Regions from separate parts of the Macaca mulatta genome. Here region 2 is linked to region 1. The links are chromatin contacts, called in public Hi-C maps. All regions are on one chromosome and are shown on one strand. The core of a region is the stretch at or near the end of the contact, and the rest is flanking DNA. Distances in the headings are between cores, read along the strand shown.

Region 1 (5,965 bases), core at 2,255-4,754:
CACTGCATCCCAGCCTGGGTGACAGAGCAAGGCTCCATCTCAAAAAAAAAAAAAAAAAGAAAAGAAAAAAAAAGGTATATAAGACTGATCTGTAGCGTTGTATGATGTATGATCTGTATTTCATTGATTTTTATTTTTGTATGAATATATTTCAATTTATCAATTTTCTTTATAGTTAACATTCAGATTGTTCACAGTGGTTTTTGTTTTGTTCTGTTTTTGAGACAGGGTTTTGCTTTGTCATCCAGGCTGGTCTTGAACTCCTGGCCTCGAACTCCTGGCCTCAAGCAATACTCCTTCCTTGGCCTCCCAAAGTGTTGGGATTACAGGCATGAGCCACTGTGCCTGGCCATCTGTGGTTTTTTGATTATTCTCTGCTTTGTGGTATAAAGATATTGCTGAAAATGTCGAAAAGCCCTGCAGATACCCCTTTGGCTAATAGTGATAAGAAAAAGAGGAAGCATTTATGTTTATCTGTGGCAAAGAAAGTCAAGCTATTAGAGAAGTTGGACAGCAGTATAAGTGTCAAAATCTTACAAAAGAGTATGGGATTGGAATAACCACCATATATGACCTGAAGAAACAGAAGGAAAAACTGTTGAAGGTTTATGCTGAAAGTGATGAACAGAAGTTAATGAAAGTGAAAAAACAAAAACAAAAAAACCCTCCCAGCACTTTGGGGGGCTGAGATGGGTAGATCATAAGATCAGGAGTTCAAGACCAGCCTGGCCAAGATGGTAAAACCCCGTCTCTATTAAAAATACAAAAATTAGCCAGCTGTGGTGGTGCATGCCTGTAATCCCATCTACTTGGGAGGCTGAGGCAGAAGAATTGCTTGAACCTGGGAGTGGGAGGTTGCAGTGAGCTGAGACCGTGCCACTGCACTCCAGTGTGGGCGACAGAGCAAGACTCTGTCTCAAAAACAACAAAACCCCAAAACTACATAAAACTAAAAAAAAAAAAATCTCAATCATGTATTGAAAGCATAAATTCATAAGCACCATAGTGAACACATGCCATGTAATGGTATGCTGATCATGAAACAAAGATCTATTACAATGAACTAAAAATGGAAGGGAACTGTGAATATTCAACAGGCTGATTGCATACATTTAAGAAAAGACAGGCTGTTACATTTTTTAAAAATCTGCAGCAATAAAGCATCTGCTGATCACAAAGCAGTGGAGAAATCTGTTGATGAATTTGCTAATATTATCACTCATGAAAATCCAACACCAGACCAAGTCTATAATATTGCTGAAACATCACTGTTTTGGTGTTATTGCCCCAGATAGATACTAACTACAGCTGATGAGCTAGCCCATAAAGGAATTAAGGATGGGAAGGATGGAATAACAGTGCTGACATGTGCTAGTGCAGCAGGCATCCATAAATGTAAACTTGGCTGTGATAGGCAAAAGCTTATACCCGTACTGTTTTCAAGGAGTGAATTTGTTTCCATTCCATTATTGTGCTAACAAAAAGGCATGAATCAGCAGGAATATCTTTTCTTTTCTGATTGGTTTCACTTTTTTTTTTTTTTCCTGAGACAAGGCATCTCAAAGTGCTAGGATTATAGGCATGTGCCACCATGCTCAGAGTCCTATTCTGGAGTTTTCAAAAATATTTCCATTCTGGATACCTATTACTTTACAAGAAACCATTCCAATACCTATTACCTTAACAGAGCAATCATTTAATTATGTTCACACTACTGTGGGTCAGGAAATTTGGACAGGCCTCGACTACGTGATTTTTCTGCTCTCCCAGGTGTTGACTGGAGTCAACAAAGCTAGTGAAATTCCATCGGTTGCTGGGATGTTGGGTCTGAGATGGCTTCATTTACATGCATGGTGCCTGGTGGAGATGGCTATAAGGCTGGTCTCAGATGACCACCTCCCTGGCTTTACATGGTGCTCCAAGAGAGCATGACAGGAGCTGCCAGTCTTCTTAAAGCTTAGGTCTGGAATTGGCATAGTATCACTTCCATTGTGTTCTTTGGTCAAATCAGTCACAGGCCAGTCCAGGTTCAAGGCAGGAGTTTCAAAGCACATGCAGTCATTTTAAATCTGGTATATTTCTGAGATAGAGTATTTTCAAGTAAATAAATATTCCTAAGGAAAACACTCTCACAAAGAAGTTACAGGCTCCTGACTTAAGTCTCATTTAAACTCAAGGAAGGCTTCAAATGCCAAAAAAAAAAAAAAAAAAAAAAAGCAAAAGTTAAGAGGAATGTAATATAAAAGATACGTACAACTTTTTACGTGTCTTATTTACTCATTTATTGATTTATAACACAATGAACATTATAAATTGGCGTAGGTCCTCTAAAATTATGGGCAAAAATTTGTGTGATGTGTCTGCTAAGACAAAACCGAGGCACAGTAACTTGCCCTTGGTCAGATAAATAGCACGTGGTGGGGCTGGAGAACCCAGCATCCTGGCTTCGGAGGGACCAGTGCAGTGAGGCCCTGTTAATAAGTAACAGTCTGTTTGTAAATTGGGAATAAGAGTACTCAGTGTCATCATGGGGATAAAATGAGCTAGGCTAGTCCAGAGCTGCACATATAACAATAAATGTATAATAAATACAGGCTGTTGATGTTCAGGCTCTGATATCTTTCGTCCTAAAGATGTTGGTATCATAAAGTGCAAGACCCAACAGGGGGTGGATGGGTGAGAATTTCAAAAGTGTAGCTAGAGCCAAAGCTGGAGATACTGCTTTCTCCATTGAACTCTTTATGGTCTCGTTTTTCTCTTGAAATCGTATGCAAATGTTTCATTCTATTCCACGATTCAATTGCTTATCTATTCATATAAAACTGGTATACTCCAAAGCTTTCGGTATCTTTTTTTTTTTTTTTGAGACAGACTTTCCCTCTGTGCCCAGGCTGGAGGGCAGTAGCTCTATCTCGGCTCACTGCAATCTCTGCTCCTGGGTTCAAGCAATTCTCCTGTCTTAGTCTCCGAGCAGCTGGGACTACAGGCACACGTCACCACCCCTGGCTAATTTTTGTATTTTTAGTAGAGACGGGGTTTCACCATATTGGTCAGGCTGGTCTCGAACTCCTGACCTCAGGTGACCCACCCGCTTCGGCCTCCCAAAGTGCTGGGATTACAGGGGTGAGCCACCGCGTCCGGCCGCTTGATGAAACCTATTACAGAATAGATATTTATACATAATATGTAAAATGCGCAGCTAAAACGTTTATCTTACTGCAGTTAGTAGTAAAAACTTTTGAAAGTTACTGTAGGGAAGTGCACTATCCAGACGTGTAATCGGGAGGTACTTGGGTATCCCGCCTTCCAAGGAAACCAATATAGGATCCACCTACTTTAGTGCCCGTGCCAAAAACCGAGCTCACACCACAGCACCGCGGTTCCTCGCGATGGCAGCGGCCCGCCTGCCCTCCGGGCGGCACCTGGGCAGGCGTCGCACCTCCCGCCTCTGGGTGGGACGGAAGGAAAGCTCGCGCCTCCTGACGTCATCACCGCGCGCCGCTATCTTCGCCTTCTTCCACTTCGCGGGAGAAGTTGTTGGCGCGAATGGATCCTGAGCCCCGATAACGGATTCCTCAACCGGCCGGCCCGCCAGCCAGCCAGCGCCTTCATCCTGGGGCTGCGATGGTGAGCCGCTGGGGGAGGCCGTGGGGCTCGGGGTCTGGGGAGGCTTTGCAGGCCTGGTGTGGACGGGGCACTCCTGGTATGCAGGGTGGGGGAGGATGGCGGTGGGTGGTTCCGGAGGCGAGCAAAGGCAGAGAAGGGGCCGCACACTGGGTACTGGACGCAAAACTTTCCTTGCACCGCGGGCTGAAGCTCTGGGCGGCAGCCAGCGCGCAGGGATTTTGTTGCTACGTGTACTTGCACTTTGCCCCCCCACTCCTGGGGGAAGGGAGAAAGGAAGAGAGGAAGAAGGATGGATGGTGGTTTTGGGACGCGTTGGTAAAGTTATTTTCTTGTTCGGCCTTTCTCGAACCACAGTTTGAGTACTGCCTAGGGCGTGGATTTCAAGCTTTGGGTCACGAGGGAGAAGAATGTAACAAACTTTTCTTAGGGAATATGTTGTGTAGGGCCTTAAACTTTTATCATTAACAGCTCAGCTTGTTTCATCTCCACTTGTCATTAACGATCACCTGAGCGGTGCTGAGACCGAGGGCATGGAGAGGATATTTTATTTTGTTTAGATGAGTTCATAGGAGTCAAAAGGATAACACGGCTTACTAGGAAAAAGAAGTGCAGCGAATAGAAACAGATGCAAGACATTTGACAGCTGTTGTCCTCTTATCACCTGGTGTTAAAAATAATCTTAAAAAAACCCAAACCTCACTGCATAATTCTGGATAAAACATTCAGACAAATTGAAAGTGAAATAATTATGCAGCCAGCAAAGCAGACATTCCTGATGGTGTGGCAATGGATATGGCTCTGTGTTTGAAATATTTTTAAAGGACAATTTAAAATGTTCCATTAAACTAGAAGATACTTAACAATCCGATATAATTTTTTTCAATCATTGGTCAACTTGTCACAGAGACAACATTCTAGGGGGTGGAAATTTTATGCCACATTGGGAAACGTTGCAGTCCTTTGTGTTTCTTCTCAAAAAAGGGCAACAGTAATGATAGTAGCTACCTTGTACCAACCATCTTCTTTAGGTCAATATGTGAACTGTTGGTTTTTCATTTTTTTTTTTTTTTCATTTCAACCCACATCGATGCAGTTTTACAGACAGTACAAGCATCTTTCTGGAATTTAAACAGTGTGTCATACAACTAGCAGGTGGTTGAACTAGAATTAGAATCTTGGTGTTTCTGACCACTATGCTATACTACCTCGCTATAATGATCATCATTACAGTTTGGAGGTCAAGGTACTGTGGTATTTTGGAAACTTGATGAGATTTGGAGTCTTGAAGATGAAGAACGTGGTTATGTTTTAGTTTAATGGTTTATAGATTAATTTATAGTTATATTACTATGTTAGTATGGTCTAGTTTAATAGTTATGTGGTCTTGGGCAAGTAAATAGCTTACGTCTAATCTCTTTAAGCTTCTATTTCCTTATCTGTAAGAGGGGAAAATAATAGCTGCTATAGAGATTGTTTTGGGAATTAAGCAAGATATATAGGTAAAGCTTCCATTCTGGTGCCTGGCATGTTAGGCAACTACCAATGATCTATTTTCTCAGAAAGGACTCTATGGAAAGTTACATAGATGTTAAGAGGCATGGTAGATTCCTGTGTCATTTATGGTGAACATAGCTTGTGTGGTCAGTTTTTGATCATTCAGGTCCTTTTACTTTTGGTTCTTTTCTTCCTTTAATACTCCCGTTCATGGTGCAGATAAAAATAGACCTCTTCTCAGAAAAGAAATAGGTCAAATTAGTCAGCTTTGTTGTTAATGGGAAAACGTTCTATGAGGTAGATGAGAATTTTGTATTATATTGATATTTAATTTAGCCCTTCAGTCTCTAGTGCAACAATTAGCAAAACCCTAGACTAAAATTGATTCAACAAATGCTTATTGAACACCTGTGCAAAGTTATAAGACAGTAGTTCTTTTTTTTTTTCCTTTCCCTCAAACTGTGTCATTGGGTATGAAGGACAGTAGTTCTCAATCTTTGTTTTAGTTACAGTTTCCTTTGATAAATATAGTGAATGATATGCAAATTTTCTGCCCAGAGAAATGCATATAGGCACATACAAACTATTTTAAGGGATTGACCTATCTTCTTTTTTTTTCTTTTCTTTTTTTTTTTTTAAAGACAAGGTCTTGCTCTGTTGCCCAGGCTGGAGTGCAGTGGTGTAATGATAGCTCACTGCCACCTCTAATTCCCGGGTACAAGCGATCCTTCCACCCTGGCCTCTCAAAGCTTTGGGATTACAGGCATGAGCCACTGTGCCTGGCATATTCACTTCTCTTCTTCTTTTTCTTTTTTTTTTTTTTTTGAGAGTCTTGCTGTGTTGC
Region 2 (5,965 bases), core at 2,408-4,907, 95 kb before region 1:
ACATATTTACTTTCTTTGCTATTATTTATATATTTATTAATAATTTTTAAGTTATATAAATGTAGAAACATGGCTTTTGGTTAAGAGGGATAGTTTACACTTTGACAACTTACTGTATGGAGGTTTAAATTCCGCAAAGTGTTTTTCAGTTTATTGTAATTTTTCCCCATGGGAATCTCTGTCTTTAGCCATGGAGGTAGTCTTAACCTAAGGAAAGCCAAACATAACGATTAACAAATATGCTGCCAAATAATTACACAGCTTTGAAGTTAATTTCTTCTATTACAATTCCTAGTTAATACTTTTTCTATAATCTTAGAATAACTCTTATAATTTCTGTCATAAGAGTAAGAACACAGAATCAAATTCAGCCTTGCTCAAACCACTTTAGAAAACACCAATAGGCCAGGCCTGGTGGCTCAAGCCTGTAATCCCAGCACTTTGGGAGGCTGAGGCGGGTGGATCACGAGGTCAGGAGATTGAGACCATCCTGGCTAACATGGTGAAACCCCATCTCTACTAAAAATACAAAAAACTAGCCGGGCGTGGTGGCGGGCGCCTGTAGTTCCAGCTACTTGGGAGGCTGAGGCGGGAGAATGGCGTGAACCCGGGAAGCGGAGCTTGCAGTGAGCTGAGATCATGCCACTGCACTCCAGCCTGGGAGACACAGCGAGACTCCGTCTCAAAAAAAAAAAAAAAAAAAAAAAAAAGAAAACACCAATAATGGGGCCAGGCACCATGGCTCACGCCTGTAATCCCAGCACTTTGGGAGGCCGAGGCAGGCGGATCACCTGAGGTCCGGAGTTCGAGACCAGCCTGAACAATATGGAGAAACTCCGTCGCTACTAAAAATACAAAATTAGCTGGGCGTGCTGGCGCATGCCTGTAATCCCAGCTACTCTGGAGGCTGAGGCAGGAGAATGGCTTGAACCCTGGATGCGGAGGTTGCTGTGAGCCAACATCGTGCCATTTGCACTCCAGCCTGGGCAACAAGAGCGAACTCCATCTCAAAAAAAATAAAAAAAAAGAAAACACCAATAATGGAGTGTAACAGGGCACTATGCTCATGTCTACCTTTTTTGCAAAGCCAGAGTTACACTACTCTAATAAGAGAATGAGTTTTTGAATATCTCATCCTTCATGAATGATACTGCCAAAAAGTACTCTATTTGTTTAGAGTGAGGTAAGATCACAACAGTGCACTGTCTGCTCTATACTCTAGATTTTATAGTGGTTACTCAACGTAAAAAAGATCTAAAATTTGGAGTGGAGATTGTGAATCCTTGGTTCTCCATGACTTCCATCCACTTGTGATATAGAAGGAGCTGGATTAAGTTCTCTCTCAACACAATCTACCTTCTACATAAAATTCCATAACTCTTTTAAATTAAGGTAAGGTATCCATAGGTCATATGTAAATTGACTAGGAGAAGCACACGTTAGATCATCAACACCTAGTAACCCAGATCTAACAGACTAGTAGTAAGGCAATAATCCTTACTCTGAAGAAGTTGGATGCTGGGTAGAAAATGGGGAGATGGCAGTGTAACATAGTAAGGGCACAGAGAAAAGAGAAAGATTCCAACAATTACATTTGCTTACCCGTTCTATCTAGTTGTGTTATCACATCTTTCTAATAATTTTTAGCTAAATTTAACAAGTCTGATATAAAAAACAGATTCTAGGGCTTGGTTATATCTGAAAATAATGCACAACAAAGGAATGGGACGTTAAAATTATCTCAAATTTTAAATTACCTTTCTCCTTTCTGGCGTTTTAGGTTTCCTTTATATTCAACCCAGGTGCTCCTGTCTGCAAGATCACCAGATACAAAATCTTGAAGGTCTGGTCCATTCTGTAAGAGTTCCTTTTTTTCATCTGGCAAGGAACTTAATGGTCTGACTGGGCTGCATAAATATCTCCCAAATACCTAAAGAAAGAGTTCATTATGACATTTATTTAGTGGAGTCCAGAATAATTTAGTTTTAACCCATCATAACACCTAAAAGTAAGCCTTTTGGTAAAGCTAAAAAAGTGTTTCAGAAATTATGTCAAACTAGGAGCTCTAGTATTCTAGAGCATTAGAATGTAATATAAAAGATGACTGAAGGAACCAAACCTAAAAGAGAATAAGAGTTGACTGTTTACTACTGAGTTTAGAATTGATTTGGAAATCTCTGGAACTATCTAACATACATCACACTTTCACATACTCCACCTACCAGGAACTACATGTTTGTCTTTCAACAAGATTGAACTGCAATAACTGAAGAAGGTGCCACAGTTTAAAATTGTTCTGGTCCTGACTTGAATCAGGGGCGTTTAAAGTGAAGTGTGCAGCCGGGCGCGGTGGCTCAAGCCTGTAATCCCAGCACTTTGGGAGGCCGAGACGGGCGGATCACGAGGTCAGGAGATCGAGACCATCCTGGCTAACACGGTGAAACCCCATCTCTACTAAAAAATACAAAAAACTAGCTGGGCGAGGTGGCGGGCGCCTGTAGTCCCAGTTACTCGGGAGGCTGAGGCAGGAGAATGGCGTGAACCCAGGAGAGGGAGCTTGCAGTGAGCTGAGATCCGGCCACTGCACTCCAGCCTGGGCGACAGAGGGAGACCCTATCTCAAAAAAAAAAAAAAAAAGTGAAGTGTGCAATAAATCTCTCGAGTTTTGAATAAGCATAATTGTTGAAAAGTAGGTTAATAATGCCCAGTTGGTTTCAGATAACTGGAAGGGGGAAAACTAAGCCTAACGTTTTTACCTTTTTTTTTTTTTTGAGAGGGAGTCTCGCTCTGTCGCCCAGGCTGGAGTGCAGTGGCGCGATCTCGGCTCACTGCAACCTCCGCCTCCCGGGTTCAAGATTCTCCTGCCTCAGCCTCCCGAGTAGCTGGGATTACAGGCGCGCGCCACCACGCTCAGCTAATTTTTGTATTTTCAGTAGAGATGGGGTTTCACCGCATTGGCCAGGATGAACGATTTTACTTTCTAGGTTACATTTTTTCTGTGTTTGAACATGGCAGTCAAGAACATAAGAAATCATGGTATTCGGCTTTTACATCTGAACACAAACATGCATGAGACAGCCAGAACACTACAAAATCCTTGAGTCTGCACATGTAACGCAAAAGAACCTTCGACAACTCAAGAGTGCCTGTTAGGGTGTTGCACGATTGCTACTGCACTTCTCAATGTCTGCAGCTAAAGCCTAGAGGACAGGTTTGTGTTCTCTGCGGCTAGAGTGGTGTCTTACACACAGTAAGAGTCAAACACAGAATAGGTATGTAGGGTGCTCACTGCAGTGCTCCATAAATATAGGGTACAAACCACTCTAAACAGAAAATAACTCCTTAGTGCCGGCCCAGAGAGACTTTCAAACAAACTGATGCCAGAGACTCTATATCAATATTTTGCGGTTGGTGGAAGAATTACATGAGATTACACGAAAAATGTTTAAAACTGCCGTTGGCTAGAAGTAAATGCACTGACCTTTATTATTGGGCGTGGGCGCTCTGAAGGGATAGGATTCCCCCACCCCACGCCCAAACCCGCTCGCCCCGCCGCTCACCCGGGGCCCCAGGGTGCGGGCTGCATCCCCGCAGCGTAGAGACATTTCCTCTTTAGAACTAGCGCAGTGCAGGGATTGAGAGCTCGCTAACTCCCGGGAAAGGACAGGTCGGTAACAGGTCGCTCCGTTTACGACAAACAGCCGAGCTACTCCATGATTGGCTGCTTTAGCCTTACGTGACGTCGCGCACTTATGACGCAATACACAGCCCCCCCCCCTTACGGGATACAAGTACGTAATGACGAAAGACGTTCTTTCTTTGCTGCGTCTACTGCAAGGTGAGGTTGTTACTGTGCTCGCGGGGCATTAGGAATCTGAAGCCATCTGTTCTGGGAAAGGCTGTGGCGCGGCTCCCACTCTCGGAACCTTGTCCTGTTTGTCCCCCAGCTCGGCAAGCGCCATATGAGCCTGGCGGCGCCGGATGCGAATCCTGTTTTGGGCTTTTTGGCCTATTCCCGCCCCTCAGCCTTGCCGGGATGGCGCCGCCCGGATAGAACTTCCAGGGTTGGGCTGAGCGGGAGTTCGCCTGCTGGGCCTCGTAACTCTCGCTTTGGGGCTGCTCCTTCCGGGCTGGGACGCACTGGGGCCCGCTGTCGGTGTCCCGTCCTCCAATATCGTCTCCGGAACTTCCGCCTGGCAGTCTCCGGTAGGAGTGGAGCTCTGTGCCGCGTAGTTTGGTGGAAAAACGGGCCTTGGGTCGGCCTCACCCCCAGTGTTTGTGTTTCAGAATGAAGACCATTCTCAGCAATCAGACTGTCGACATTCCAGAAAATGGTATGAGACTTGATATCTTTTTCATACATCTTTACTACACGTTCCAAGCGTTGTGTGGCCTGACGAGTGTGTTCTCTCTTCTAGTCGACATTACCCTGAAGGGACGCACAGTTATCGTGAAGGGCCCCAGAGGAACTCTGCGGAGGGACTTCAATCACATCAATGTAGAACTCAGTCTTCTTGGAAAGAAAAAAAAAAGGGTGAGGGTTTTTCTTCTGATAATTCACTTGCTCGTTGGACGGTGGTTTATAACAGCATCACATTGGTTACTTTAACAATTTTCGAATTGAGGTTCAGTGTTTTAGCTTTAAATGTTGCTGTCCAGAATACCAGCCAGTTTTCCGTTAGTGAAATTGAAAAACCAGATTCTTAACACAGCGAATTATATAAAGCTCAAATGTAGTGGTCGTCAGTGACACGTCTTAGTAGTGTTAGAAGTTCGGTTTATTTTCCTAGTGGTTGCTTTGTAAAAATCCTAGGAACCGGCAGTAGGTCTGTAACACCTGATGATTTAATTTTCCAGAAGGGAAGTTTGTTGCAACTTGTACAAAGCTTAACTTTTGGGAGGTTTTATAGGTGGTTGGATTTTTCCAGTTGAAAACCATGTGCTTTGATTAGGGTTAATTCTAGAATCTTAAAGTAATTGGGTAAGTGGTCTGTTATCTTTTAAGCCTGCATATTTCTGGAAAGAATACGTTTTTCTATTACAGCTTCGGGTTGACAAATGGTGGGGTAACAGAAAGGAACTGGCTACCGTTCGGACTATTTGTAGTCATGTACAGAACATGATCAAGGGTGTTACACTGGTAAGCAGATGAATCAGACTTCTTTGTTTTGGAAAGGGAGGTTTCTCAAACCTTTGCTTTATACAGCATAAATGTCTCTTTCAGAGAATGGGTTACGCATTTTATTTGGTGTAATACGAACTTGGCAAAAATAGGCATCTCTGGGTCTTCAAGCGATAGAGCTGAGAGCAAAGACCAGATGGGTACAACATGTTTGTTTTTTCTGTTTGGCGGTGGGGGGGGGGGGGGTTGTTTTTTTTTTGAATCAAGACTGGAGTCTCCCTGTTTTGTCCAGGCTGAGCTTAAGGGATCCTCCCACATTGGCCTACCATAGTACTGGGATTGCCGCATGAGCCACCATGCATGGCTAGATGGGTGCAGTTTTTAAAAAGTAGGCTAATGGTGAATTTTCACATCTTCCGAATTTTCTTTTTTTAAAATAGGAAATCTACAGTTGCAGTACTAAGTGGCAATCAAATCTCACCATCAGGACCCCTCGTTGGGATAGAAAATGATGTAGTTTCTGAGTTTTCTGTCTGTTGGTCCCTATTCCTTCCAACCCACCTTCTCTCCCCTCAGGATAAAAAGTTCATGCTGAAATGGTTTTCAATTCTTGGCCATGTGCTGTACCTTAGTACTACTCAGTAAATGTTAGTCTAATGTCAGACATGAGGGCTTTGGGGTTCTCATTAAAAGAGGGCAGCATTGTTCATTGAGGGCATGAGAGATAGTGAAATAAATGCCTCTGTAAGGAGCTTTACAGTCCACTGAATAGACAGAACAATGTTTATAAAGTTTGGTTCAGGTGCTATTAAAAATATTCTTCAGCATTGGTAATAGCTTGCT

What was found. Hi-C and Micro-C count contacts between places; a contact is called where the count stands out from the background.
Region 2: a contact with region 1 is called in a Hi-C map of cortical neurons, with 3 times the contacts expected there. The contact joins the promoter of LIAS here to the promoter of RFC1 in region 1. A contact is called at or near these places in 3 of 14 Hi-C or Micro-C datasets (cortical neurons, fetal cortical plate and liver).

The regions. Positions count from the first base shown.
Region 1 is chr5:38,570,405-38,576,369 of T2T-MMU8v2.0, reverse strand. RFC1 (replication factor C subunit 1) reads left to right here and starts at 3,504. Exons shown (of 25, transcript XM_078003234.1): 1 at 3,504-3,627. The coding sequence starts at 3,625.
Region 2 is chr5:38,665,870-38,671,834 of T2T-MMU8v2.0, reverse strand. LIAS (lipoic acid synthetase) reads right to left here and starts at 3,657. Exons shown (of 11, transcript NM_001261102.1): 1 at 3,561-3,657; 2 at 1,758-1,930; 3 at 114-207. The coding sequence starts at 3,605. It overlaps RPL9 (ribosomal protein L9), which reads left to right and starts at 3,814. Exons shown (of 8, transcript NM_001193558.1): 1 at 3,814-3,838; 2 at 4,288-4,334; 3 at 4,419-4,534; 4 at 5,045-5,140. The coding sequence starts at 4,289.